Regions from separate parts of the Bos taurus genome. Here region 2 is linked to region 1. Evidence: chromatin contacts called from public Hi-C data. All regions are on one chromosome and are shown on one strand. The core of a region is the stretch at or near the end of the contact, and the rest is flanking DNA. Distances in the headings are between cores, read along the strand shown. Region 1 overlaps SPIDR (scaffold protein involved in DNA repair). Region 2 overlaps SPIDR (scaffold protein involved in DNA repair).

Region 1 (6,330 bases), core at 1,580-4,079:
GAATGTCCTCCATCTGCTGTGTGCCCTTAGGACAATTTCCAAAAGCTCAAATGATTGTTGTTCAGTTTCTGCAGCTACAATGCTAGTTTGTGAGGGGAGAGTCCACCGTGCACTCACTGCTACTCCAGAAGCTGGTTCTTATCTGACTCTGCAACTCACATCCTCGCCAAACAAAGACCCTCTGGACAGCCAGCATGTGCCAGGCTCTTCAGCCGTTATTTGTGAGTTATAAGAGTATTTGGAAACTCTCTGAGTTCACAGACTTAAGTGTGACTTGTTCTTTTTTCCTTAAAAGACACCTTGACTTGTGTGAACACAAGAAATGAGCCAAATGCAAAATTACTGGGTCAGACGCAGGAGTGCTTGACGTAGAGAGGCCTTGAGGGGTGAAGAGTCAGTAACAGTGGCACGAACATGCTCATCCCCGTGCCCCGAACAGTGCCCCAGCCTCGAGAGGTTTCTTGTGTGCTAAGAACAGCGGGACTGCGGCGGTCCCAGGCCTGGGCAGGGCCCTCAGCTCCTCCCCAGGGCAAGGCCTGGCCCAAGCACACACACGAGCACAGGCGCGGGACTGCTGGAGCCTGCGGCAAAGTGCTGGGGTGGAAGGGCCTGGCCAGGTGGTCGGGGAAGGCTTCTTCCAGGGCTGGTCTTGAAGCCTGTCCTGCACAGGGTTGACAGGAACACACTTAAGAGCAGGGCGCAAGGCACACTCAAAAACTGGGACAGCAACATGGGAGTTTTCCCATGTTTGAGAAGTTGAGAGAAGGCCGGAAAATACTATGCAAGAACAAAGATAGAGGGAAAGTGGTCATAAGGGGAAAGACTACTTACTATTCGGGTATTCCCATGCATTATTCTTAATTTAAAATCAGTTATGTTTATGGAAACAGGGATGGAGGTAGAGATGTCACCCTGGTTGGCAGCTCTGGGGGCGGTGTGGAGCCGCAGCGAGCAGCCTGTGTGGGGTGGAGGGTTTGGGTCCAGGGCCAGGTGGGTCAGTCACTGGCCCAGGACAGCCAGCATGCCCACCTCCTACCACTGGGGAGTAAGGGGGATGCTGTTGTAGAAACACGGCCGCTGGCACGGGAGGTAGTTGTTTTAACAGAGAATGTTCGGAGCCCCAGCCAGGACGCCCAGGACACCCAGTGACACCATGCCCCAGGCTGCAGGTGACTTTCATGCATGCTGAGCACTGATGCTGGGATCCCAAGCCTTGCATGGGAGGTAAACTGCTGCTTTCAGATGTGGTCCACTTGGATAAACGTTGATAAACGCTGAAACAGCACAGAGAAGATGTCTCCAGGGAGGAAGGGTTAAAGAGCCTGTCAGTCTGCCATTCAAAACTCTCCAAGAGTCTGGCAAGAGAATGCCACTTATCTCAGCTCAAGGTTCCACCCAAGCCTAAAAGACTGACCTTCACCAAGTAAACCCCTCCCCCCCTCTCATGGCTGTCAGCATGTGGTGCCTGGCTGTGGGGGAGGGGCTCCTCTACCGCTGGAGACCTGCCCGGCTGCTCGGAGCTCCGCTCTGACCCTCACAATCCAGGTAACTCCAATCTGTTTAGCCCCTGGTGAAGAGCCTGCCCCTACTCTGCACCTAAGCATCTCAGTTTCCTTCACCCACCAGGCAAATCCAATTTGCTACCAGACAAAGCTGATTGACAGGAAGGTGGCATTCTCTGGTCAGGTATCAGCTCTCCTGAGTGGTAAGAGGTGTGAGCCCCTTTGTAAAAGGCCGATCTCCTGCGTGAAGGGCCCATAGGACAGTGACTGAGGCAGTGGAAAGGGCTCAGAAACAACGCCGTCCTCCCTGAAGCCAGCTCAGGAGGTGCCTCAGGTGCCGACCACACCACCCGGGTCTGTTGTAAGGAAAGCGCCTCTCTGCTTGAGCAGTCGAAATCAATGACAAACCCTCGGCCGCCGCTCGCCTGGTCCCAGAGCCCTTGGCTGCAGTGCCTTGACTTTCTTGCATTCATGAGCCAGGAGGGTGAGGCTGGAGGAAGGGAGTAAAACTGCTGCGCTGCACAGCACCTGCCCAGCAACAAAATAACAGATAAGAGGTGCAGGGTTCAACCTCAGCCGTATCACCATGGAAGTATAAAGTCCACCATGGAGTTAATGTTTGTCTTTAAGAATGCTTCTTTCTTTCCTTCTCTTATGGGCTGAATGTCTCATCATCTCATCATGCTAACTAAAGAACATTTAAAAAATTCTGAATGTGCATGTACTGTTAATCTGTGAAAGCAACAAAACAAGCATAAGGAAGAAGAAAAACAAAACTGTTGATTCACAGAGGGGGTTTCAGAGAGCCTATAATTTAATTTCTGAAGCTTCAAATGCCCCTTCCCAACTTTTCAAAAATATTTATTTTTCCCTCCTTTCGTTCACTGGCTCTGCATCACAGACACAGAAGCAGAGTGGGAGAGAACCAGTGAGCGTGTGTGCACACGTGTGTCTTCGGATGCTTGTGTTCCAAGGGAGAAGCAGATGAAGTGACATGTGGATGTTTACATGAGTCGTGGAAGCAGTTCTGAGCACTTCACTAAGAATTCCCGGAATCAGAGTCAGGTCCGGCTGCTCTATTCTAGGTCAGAGTCAACCGAAGCAGTCTCTGATCAACAACGGTCCTTCTCGCCACGTTATGATCCCTTACTAAACCCAATCTAAGAAATAAACAGAAGAAATTCCAGGATAAAGTGAGAAAAAAAGCAGGAAAGACAGAAAGGGGAGGAGAGGTTGGGAGGGGAATTTGGACCCAGCCCGGGGCGGGGGCGGGTGGGGGTGCGGTGTGAGGTGGGGGGGCAGGGTTGGAGGGGGTGCGTAGCACGAGGGGCAGGGCCTTTCCCAGCTCCAAGCCGCAAGCAGACGGGAAACCAGATACAGCAGGACACTGTGTCCTCCTGAAAAACAAGCAGACCGCGCTCCTAAAGTAAACAGTTAATCCTGCTGTTTATCTTTTCAACATGAGATGTTAGCAGGATGATCTCTACTGCACGGAAATGTGGTTTTATTCATCAGAAAAATCATATTTTCTCTTTGCTAAAATAAAAGTGTGACATGGAAACTTTCTAATATCAGTGAATAGGAAAGAATAACAACCTTTTTTTTCCCCTGCTAAACGTAACTAAAGCATGGCAAAAGTCCCGAGAAAGGCCTTTTCCACACTTTCACTTCCTCTTTATTTTCGGAAAATACTGCATTGGTGAAATTAACCAAACAATAAATCCTGCTGCAAGCTTGGTCTGAAGGAGGACACAAGTAACCAGGACATAACTGGAGTCCTGGACTTGGACCGCAGTCACCGCCCCTGGAGATGAGACTAGACTGGGCCGAGGCATGTCGGAAGAGGACATCTCACAGCCACAGAAGTCCGCCTCCAGAACAAGTTTTCAAAGAGACACAGCTCCTCTTACACATTTTGAAGTGAAATTCCCATGGACAGAGGTGTCAGTTCTGCCCCTTCCCCCAGTGGCACACTGTCCCAGGCCGACAACAGTCAGACATCACACCAGACACTCGTGGCTGCCACGCACCTGGGCTCACGTCTCACCCATCCCGATGGTATCTGTGTGCCGTGTGCCTGGTGCTGTGAAGTTCACCACTGTGGACGTCCTGCACCCACCTCCACAAGGACCTCCCAGGGTCCTCCACAGGGACGCCTTGGCTGTCTTTTATCACCCACCTCCCTTCCCTCCCCTCCATCCCCAACATTTACAAACTGCTGATCTGTCCTCGGTTTCTAAGATTTGGCCACTTTGAAATGTTATAAAAATGGAGTCATCTACTATAGGATCTTTGGATTGAACCTTTCGCCTCAGCACAATGCCCTGAAAACAATCAGGCTGATATGCTTTGTATTTTTATAACAGCTTTACTGAGACCTAATTTACATGCCATAAAATTCACCCAAATAAAAATATTGTGGCAAAACACACATAAAACATACAATTCCACCATTCTAAAGTGTACAATTTAGTGGCATTACGTACATACACGTGTTCTCCAACCACCAGCACTGTCTAGTCCCTGAACATTAGTCCAAAAGCCCCAAGCTGTCACAGGGCCTCCCTGCTCTCCCCTCCCCCAAACACACTGATCTACTTCCTCTCTATGGATCTGTCTGCTCTGAACATTTCACAGGAATGAAATCACGGAAGCTGTGGCCTTCTGAGACTGGCTTATTTCACACAGCATAACATTTTCAAGTCGCATCCAAGCTATATTAATAGGAAGTGCCAGTACTGAACTCCTGTTTATTGCTGAATAGTATTCCATTATATGCATATGTAACATTTTATTTATCCATCCACCACTGATGGCCATTTGCGTTGTTTCCACATTCTTGCATTTACAAGTAATACTGCTATGAATGTCAGTGTACAAGTTACATAGATATATGTTTTCAATTCTTTTGGGTTTATACCGAGGAGTACCTTTGCTGGATCATATGGTAATGCGAAGTTTAGATTCTTGAGGAACTGCCAGACTGTTTTCCAAAGTGGCTGCACCATTTTACCAGCCATTATGAGGGCTCCAGTTTCTCCACATCTTTGTTCAGTTCAGTTCAGTTGCTCAGTCATGTCCGACTCTTTGTGACTACATGGATTGCAGTACACCAGGCTTCCCTGTCCGTCACCAACTCCCAGAGCTTGCTCAAACTCGTGTCCATCGAGTCAGTAATGCCATCCAGCCATCTCATCCTCTGTTGTCCCCTTCTCCTCCTGCCTTCAATCTTTCCCAGCATCAGGGTCTTTCCCGATGAGTCAGTTCTTTGCATCAGGTGGTCAAAGTATTGGAGCTTGAGCTTCAGCATCAGTCCTTCCAATGAATATTCGGGATTGATTTCCTTTAGGATTGACTGGTTTGATCTCCTTGCAGTTCAAGGGACTCTCAAGAGTCTTCTCCAACACCACAGTTCAAAACCATCAATTCTTTGGCGCTCAGCTTTCTTTATAGTCCAGCTCTCACATCCATATATGACCACTGGAAAAACCAGAGCTTTAACTAGACATACCTTTGTTGGCAAAGTAATGTCTCTGCTTTTTAATATACTGTCTAGATTGGTCATAGCTTTTCTTCCAAGGAGCAAGTGTCTTTTAATTTCATGGCTGCAGTCACCATCTGCAGTGATTTTGGAGCCCCCAAAAATAAAGTTTGTTACTGTTTCCATTGTTTCCCCATCTATTTGCCATAAAGTGATGGGACCAGATGCCATGATCTTCATTTTTTGAATACTGAGCTTGAAGCCAACTTTTTCACTCTCCTCTTTCACTCTCATCAAGAGGCTCTTCAGTTTCTCTTCACTTTCTGCCATAAGGGTGGTGTTATCTGCATATCTGAGGTTATTGATATTTCTCCCGGCAATCTTGATTCCAGCTTGTGCGTCATCCAGCCTGGCATTTCTCATGATGTACTCTAAGAGTGCCTTTTCTAAATCCAGCTTGAATATCTGGAAGTTCATGGTTCACATACTGTTGAAGCCTGGCTTGAAGAATTTTAAGCATTACTTTGCTAGCATGTGAGATGAGTGCAATTGTGCGGTAGTTTGAACATTCTTTAGCATTGCCTTTCTTTGGGATTAGAATGAAAACTGACCATTTCCAGTCCTGTGGCCACTGCTGAGTTTTCCAAATTTGCTGGCATATTCAGTGCAGCGCTTTCACAGCATCATCTTTTAGGATTTAAAATAGCTCAAATGGTATTTCATCACTTCCACTAGCTTTTTGTCCGTAGTGATACTTCCTAAAGCCCATTTGACTTTGCATTCCAGGATGTCTGGCTCTAGGTGAGTGATCACACCATCATGATTATCTGGGTCATGAAGATCTTTTTTGTGTAGTTCTTCTGTGTATTCTTGCCACCTCTTCTTAATATCTTCTGCTTCTCTTAGGTCCATACCATTTCGGTCCTTTATCCACATCCTTGTAGACACATATTATTGGCTGTCTATTTTATTACAGCCACCCCAGTGGGTGGGAGGTGATATATCACACTGTGGCTTTGATTTGCATTTCCCTGATGGCTAATGATGATATCATGCGATTCTTGGCCAACTTCTTTGGTGAAGTGTCTAATCAAATCCTCTGTTTTTCATTTGGGTTATCTTTTTTTTATAATGATGCAACTTTTTGCATTAGCTTTTATATTTATTTGGTTACAAATCCCCTACCAGATACGTGATTTGCAAAAAGTTTCTCCAGTTCTCTAGGTTGTCTGTTACTTTCCTGAATGTCCTGTGAAGCAAAGAAATTTCTGTGTTTATGAAGTCCCCTTTATTTATTTATTTTTGGGGTGTGTATATACTTTTGGTGTCATATGTAAGGAACAACTG
Region 2 (5,620 bases), core at 2,295-4,794, 170 kb after region 1:
ATAAGATAATCATTCAATATTTTTAAATTAAATAAATAAAATGTTATGCCTAGAGACCAGTTTACTTGTTAACAGATTTTATAAATACGGATGGCAATTTTTACCAGGGTGGAGAGCAAAATCTGTCAGAATAAAATATGTGCAAGCCACATTTTAGTGAGGAAACACTCACACATCTACTGAATCACAAATAAGCATATTTACATTTAATACTTTCTAATAGGATTTACTGACCTTAATGCAGCTTTAAAACACTACATCCTCAACACATAAGAAATCTCCTTTCCTTTTTTTCTCATTTTCTTCTTGTTTTTTTTTCACAACTCCAAATTTGAGATTTCAAATTTCTTTCTTATAAGTAAACAAAACAAAGGCACATATTTAAGGAAATAAGGCCCTTTGAGCTTTCTTTCTTAGAAGTTCAGCTCAATAAAAGAAGCAGAAATCATACAGTGGGGAAAATAAGTGCTATCTTGCTCCATCATACCACACAAAGAATGTAACTCATAGCCAAAGAGAAAGGATGGATAAGATAAAAGAAAGAAGCTTGACTTAAGCAAATGTCCTCTTTCCCTTGGCCTTCCTAAACCCCTCCACTCAGTGCTTTTTTCAGGCAGAAATCCTAGTACCTAGCAGGACATCTTTAAAACCTGTAAGATACACACGGAGCAGAGCAGTGCGCTGATACCTTAACACAGGCAAGACAAGCACAAGTTCTGACTTGTGGCTAGGAGTGGGTGTCGGGGCGTGGAGGCAACGGCTGCTGCGATGTGGAAACGTGGTGCGATGATGTTCCCTCCCTCAGATCCAAACAGCAAGTATGTCAAAGGTCCAGCAATTTGGATGGAAGACTCAGTAAAAGATGAACAAAAAGCACGGGAGTATGGCAAATTTAACATGTTTCCCTTATAATCCCTGTAGATAAATTCACACTTTCCCCTACTCCTTAAACTCCTACTTATTTAAGAATCAAAACCTTTTTTTTTTTAATTTTATTTTTAAACTTTACATAATTGTATTAGTTTTGCCAAATATAAAATGAATCCATCACAGATATACATGTGCTCCCTTTTATATGAACACTCAACTAAACTGAGTAGACTACAAGCAGGTATCCCCTGCTCCCACACCACAAACGTGCTGTGTACTGAAGAGTGTTTCCACTACAATTCCTCCTAGAAATATAAGTGATATAGACCATTAGCACACATTCAATCTATGAGACCCGTGTGCTTTGTTAATGAGCTCTCTACTTGGAATGTAGGTATCATACAAAATTCTGGTAAAACGTTTTCAAGTGGCTAAGCCATGTGATCATGCATGCTTATTACACAGTCATTTGTTTAACTTTTTCCTAATTAGGTACAGAATCTTTCTCCACTTAGCTTTTCTCACAGCTGAAAATTTTGATGATATCAGGACACATACTTTGTTAAGTACCCTCAACTACAATCTGGAAGTTTGGGTACTGACAGGCACAGTGACTGGATGAGAAATCATGCTCCCATGACAGCACTCCGACCCCATTACTCTGTCCTGTCACCCTCACTGCAGGCATAAAGCTTTCTGATAAAAGTAGAGAAATGAAGGAGAATAAATAGACAAAAAATAGAATATCAGCTATTCAATTTCCATAAGAATGAACATTTAAATAGTTGTATTTAGTTCAGCTTTCACCACAGATATAGGTATTTAACTTGAGAATATATGAGTCTTGCCAGCAGTGTTTTTACAAAGTCCCTGTCACTGTCCATCTGCATGTCTTGCCTCTGTTTCACTCATTCATTCATTCCCTCACTCAGGTAGACCCTGGACTTCAAGAAACTTCAGTCTAGCTGGGGAGAAAGGCAATGTTTGCTGGGAGCTATGATAAAGGGCACAATGGAAGCAAAAGGAGTGCCATGGCGATATAATACCCAACCCTAACTCTCTACTAACACTACAGATGCCTCTTGAGGAAGGGAGGAATGCTATATTCCTTCCAGCACTTAACATTCTAAGGCTTTCTGAGAAATTCGTGCATATTCTATCTGCATTAACAATATTTAATACTGTTCAAAGGTCCTTGGAAGAGTGGTAAATTAGTATGCTTGCTACATGAAGATTTGATGGAAGAAGTTTCTTCTGCTCAAGCTTTACTAGAAGCCCAAAGTAACCCAGGCAGAAAAATTAGCCAAACAAATACTTATGTTTCAGCTTTTGATAACATGTTTGCTTTTAAATAAGTCTGTAAAGGCATATGCTTATGATTTATTTGCTTCATGGGATTATTTTTTATGATATAAAATATGTTCCCAGACCTAAATGCTCCATCATCACACGTCTGACCCGTGGCGTGACTGGTATCCATTAACTGGCCAACTGTTGGTACCCGGTGAGCCGATGAGGACAAGGCATCCTGCTCGAGTCCAGACAGGCATTAATGAGTAAGACGGTGATCAGTCACAGGAAGAGAACTATTATGTGACACCGTGACCAATCACAGAAAGAGGGCCATCACCAGACACTGGCCCCCAAACCACATATTCCAGCAGACAGTAAGTAATGCACGCGTTCTTTAAACTTTATCAGTAGCAACACCAACTCCAAATTATCCTTGGGTAAATACTACAATGAACAGGAAAAAAGTAATCTTCTAGGATCTAGTAAGCCACTTATAAGCCAAGATGTGTTTGCTCAATCACACACTGACAAATTAAATACTTTCAGAAAAAAACTGTTTAAATGTAATTTTCAGGCAAAATAGCTCTAGTCGTTATATTTCTGTGTACTTAGTAATTTTTAATATAACAGAGTCAATGAATTTCTGAAACTGGAAAACAAAGATGGTAACTGAGAAATTAAACCAAGGAACTAAGAAAGAACCATTCCAATGAGTGAAAGGATGAATAAAATCCTTAAAGATGGGTATTTAATAGCATTTTTCTTGCTTCTAATCCACCTTTTCCAGCTTTGATGTGCATATGTGACTGAAAAGAGCACTTCTTGAATCCTGCGTGTTCCCTTCAGTGGTGTAAAGCACAGTTCACATGACAGAGCAGAGCTCATCCAGGGCCTGCGAGGTACTCGTCTGGAATGGTTAGGAGAGCAGCGCTATTTCACTAAGTCAGACTCAGAGTCAACAAACAGACAAGAATGTGACATTAGCACAACAATCTTCGAAAACAACTGATCCTCCAAACCCACCTAACATGCCAAGACAGAGGAATGTTCCTCACTCAGTTTACTATCTACACTGAAGCTTATCTGAATGAACTTGACCCTGGTTGGCAGCAAGCCAGCAGTCTTCGTCACTGAATGACTTAACAGAACACTGTGTTCTTGGCACAAGCAGAAAAAAAGGTGTTGAAATCCACGCTAAAAAGAAATCTCAGCTTACATTTTAAATCAGTTTTTAAATATGATAATAAAAGTTAAATATGATGAAGGCTGTTCCGTGTTCTGTCCATTTTTAATTCAGGTCATTTTTTTACCCCTACTCCATCTGGCTCACTTTCAGTACTTCCTGGAACAATCCCTGGGACTTCCCCAGGCACTGTGAATCTTGCTCCGGCCCTTCTGTGCTGCCTCCTCTAATGATATACCTGGAAAATTCCAATGCACCCAGCGCTGGCATGGGAGGGAGGGCCAGCAAGTAAAGCCAGAAACAACGTATTGACTCACTTCCGCAGAAAGCCCTGGAGAAAAATGTGGGCCACCGTGCAGTCCCCTCACACGATGCAGTCAGAATTAAGTGAGAGATAGGAAAGTTATGTCATTCCCACACAGGTTACGTTAACTCGTCCACAAGGGTGAGATGCAAATGAGGAGGCAAGGAACACACAATCTGCAGGCAGTCTACATACTTTCAGAAAAAAATGCATCTCTTTTCCTCTAGTTTCTGTCATCTGCTTTTTCTCCTACTCCAAAAACGCCATCCTTGGTGTAACATTACGACAGTTCATCCTCATGAACTGTAGCAGTTCACAACCAGCTCCTGATCCAGGGAAACCCACAGGAGTCCTACAGTACTCACAGACACAAGACTCAAACCACAAACACTCGGCAGTCTACGCTGGTAGAAGGCCACGATGAAATCACAGATGTTTGTTCACCCTTTAGTTTTCAGCCTTAATTTTTACTAAATAGTTTCATAGGTCTCTCGTCTTACAACAACACAAACTATGTCTTAAGATCAAAGCAAACAGGCCTATCACATCTTTAACTCTGACAGAATCACGTAGTCAAATGATTTTCCTCAACATAGTAAAAGGTTAAAAAATCTTGAACATTTATTCTTTTAAAATTATCATATACTTTAAACCTTACTCTTTCAAAACTATGACATAATTATTTATTCATAATTATTTCAAATTATGTTTAAAGTAAGTTATAAATAATACTAGCATAGGAAGTCAAAGGAAAAAAAACTGGAAATATATATGGTTTACCTTCTGATAAAAGCTTCTGTTTTCAATCAAATATGATTTACTCAGATGAATGTTAAAACTAATCTAAATATCTTGACATCAACTGACAACTAAGGTTACATGGACCAAAACTGCACCTAGAAGTAGGCCTAGGCTTCAGATTTTGTTATAATTAAAAAGTCAATTCTACTGTGGATTGAAGGCTGTAATTACGAACACCTGAACGCTGTAGTTCCTGTTCTCCACCCAGCCCAGGCCCCTCAGAGGCAGTCCTAAGAACACAAAGTTCACACATCTAGTTAAAGAAATGTTTTACTCATACTCCTCAGTGTGCATTCACCCATGAAGAGACACTATAAATAACACCTTTGTTTAAAGTAAAACAATGCAAGCTCAACTGATACTACTCACTCTACCCTTAACTCATGAAAACATTCCCTGTTCTCAGGGATCCTATCAATTAGTATAAAAGAACGGCAAGGCTGACATCCCACCGACAACTTGGATTCTGTTCACTGATGTAAACCCCTAGGCTATGTGGCAGTCCTGAGCATATGGTTTTTGTAAAGCAACTGTCTGAATAAATAATTGATTTTACAAAATTCTCATGGGCTCATGAGAGCTACGTGATTTATCAATGAAGTTTTCAAATATGGACTAGAAAAACAGACACTCAGTGTCTATCTACTGTGCAATCATGCACATAAATATTCTTTGTGGTGTAGTATAGACATCATATCTGCGGTTTTTACTGCCACAGTGAAAAACTAATTTCATAACTCCCAGTCAAGAAAAAGGTGACTACGGTTATCACTCACAGTGCTCCTAGGACATGTTGGTATTGAAACAGTACACATGTGCTCCGGTTCCTCGATGCCATTTAGTCAATGTTGGTTCTATCTCTACTAATGACACTCTTCTTACATTGTATCACCTAATCACTAACTTCCAATGATTCTCTCAAAGGTTGTTAGATTTTGTTTGAAGACCTCAAGTCTTAACCAGGAATGTGTGAATAATTAGGCTTTCTGGTCATGTTACATTTACAGTTAGGAATTTTACAGCATAAAAGTAGAACAGCACTCTTCCAACCATGCCTCTCCTGAAATCTTCAGGCCCTGACCACTACTAGGTCATTTCTAGAATGTGGTCTCTTTCCTGCAGAATGCTCCTCTGCATTCCTCATGCTCCCACACACCAACACCAGGAGA

What was found. Hi-C and Micro-C count contacts between places; a contact is called where the count stands out from the background.
Region 2: a contact with region 1 is called in a Hi-C map of liver, with 4 times the contacts expected there. A contact is called at or near these places in 2 of 11 Hi-C or Micro-C datasets (liver and skeletal muscle).

The regions. Positions count from the first base shown.
Region 1 is chr14:19,178,337-19,184,666 of ARS-UCD2.0, forward strand. All of the region lies in intron 10 of SPIDR (scaffold protein involved in DNA repair), which reads right to left. Among named protein-coding and RNA genes, the nearest start is that of CEBPD, 53 kb to the left of the region's middle.
Region 2 is chr14:19,342,902-19,348,521 of ARS-UCD2.0, forward strand. All of the region lies in intron 5 of SPIDR (scaffold protein involved in DNA repair), which reads right to left. Among named protein-coding and RNA genes, the nearest start is that of SPIDR, 60 kb to the right of the region's middle.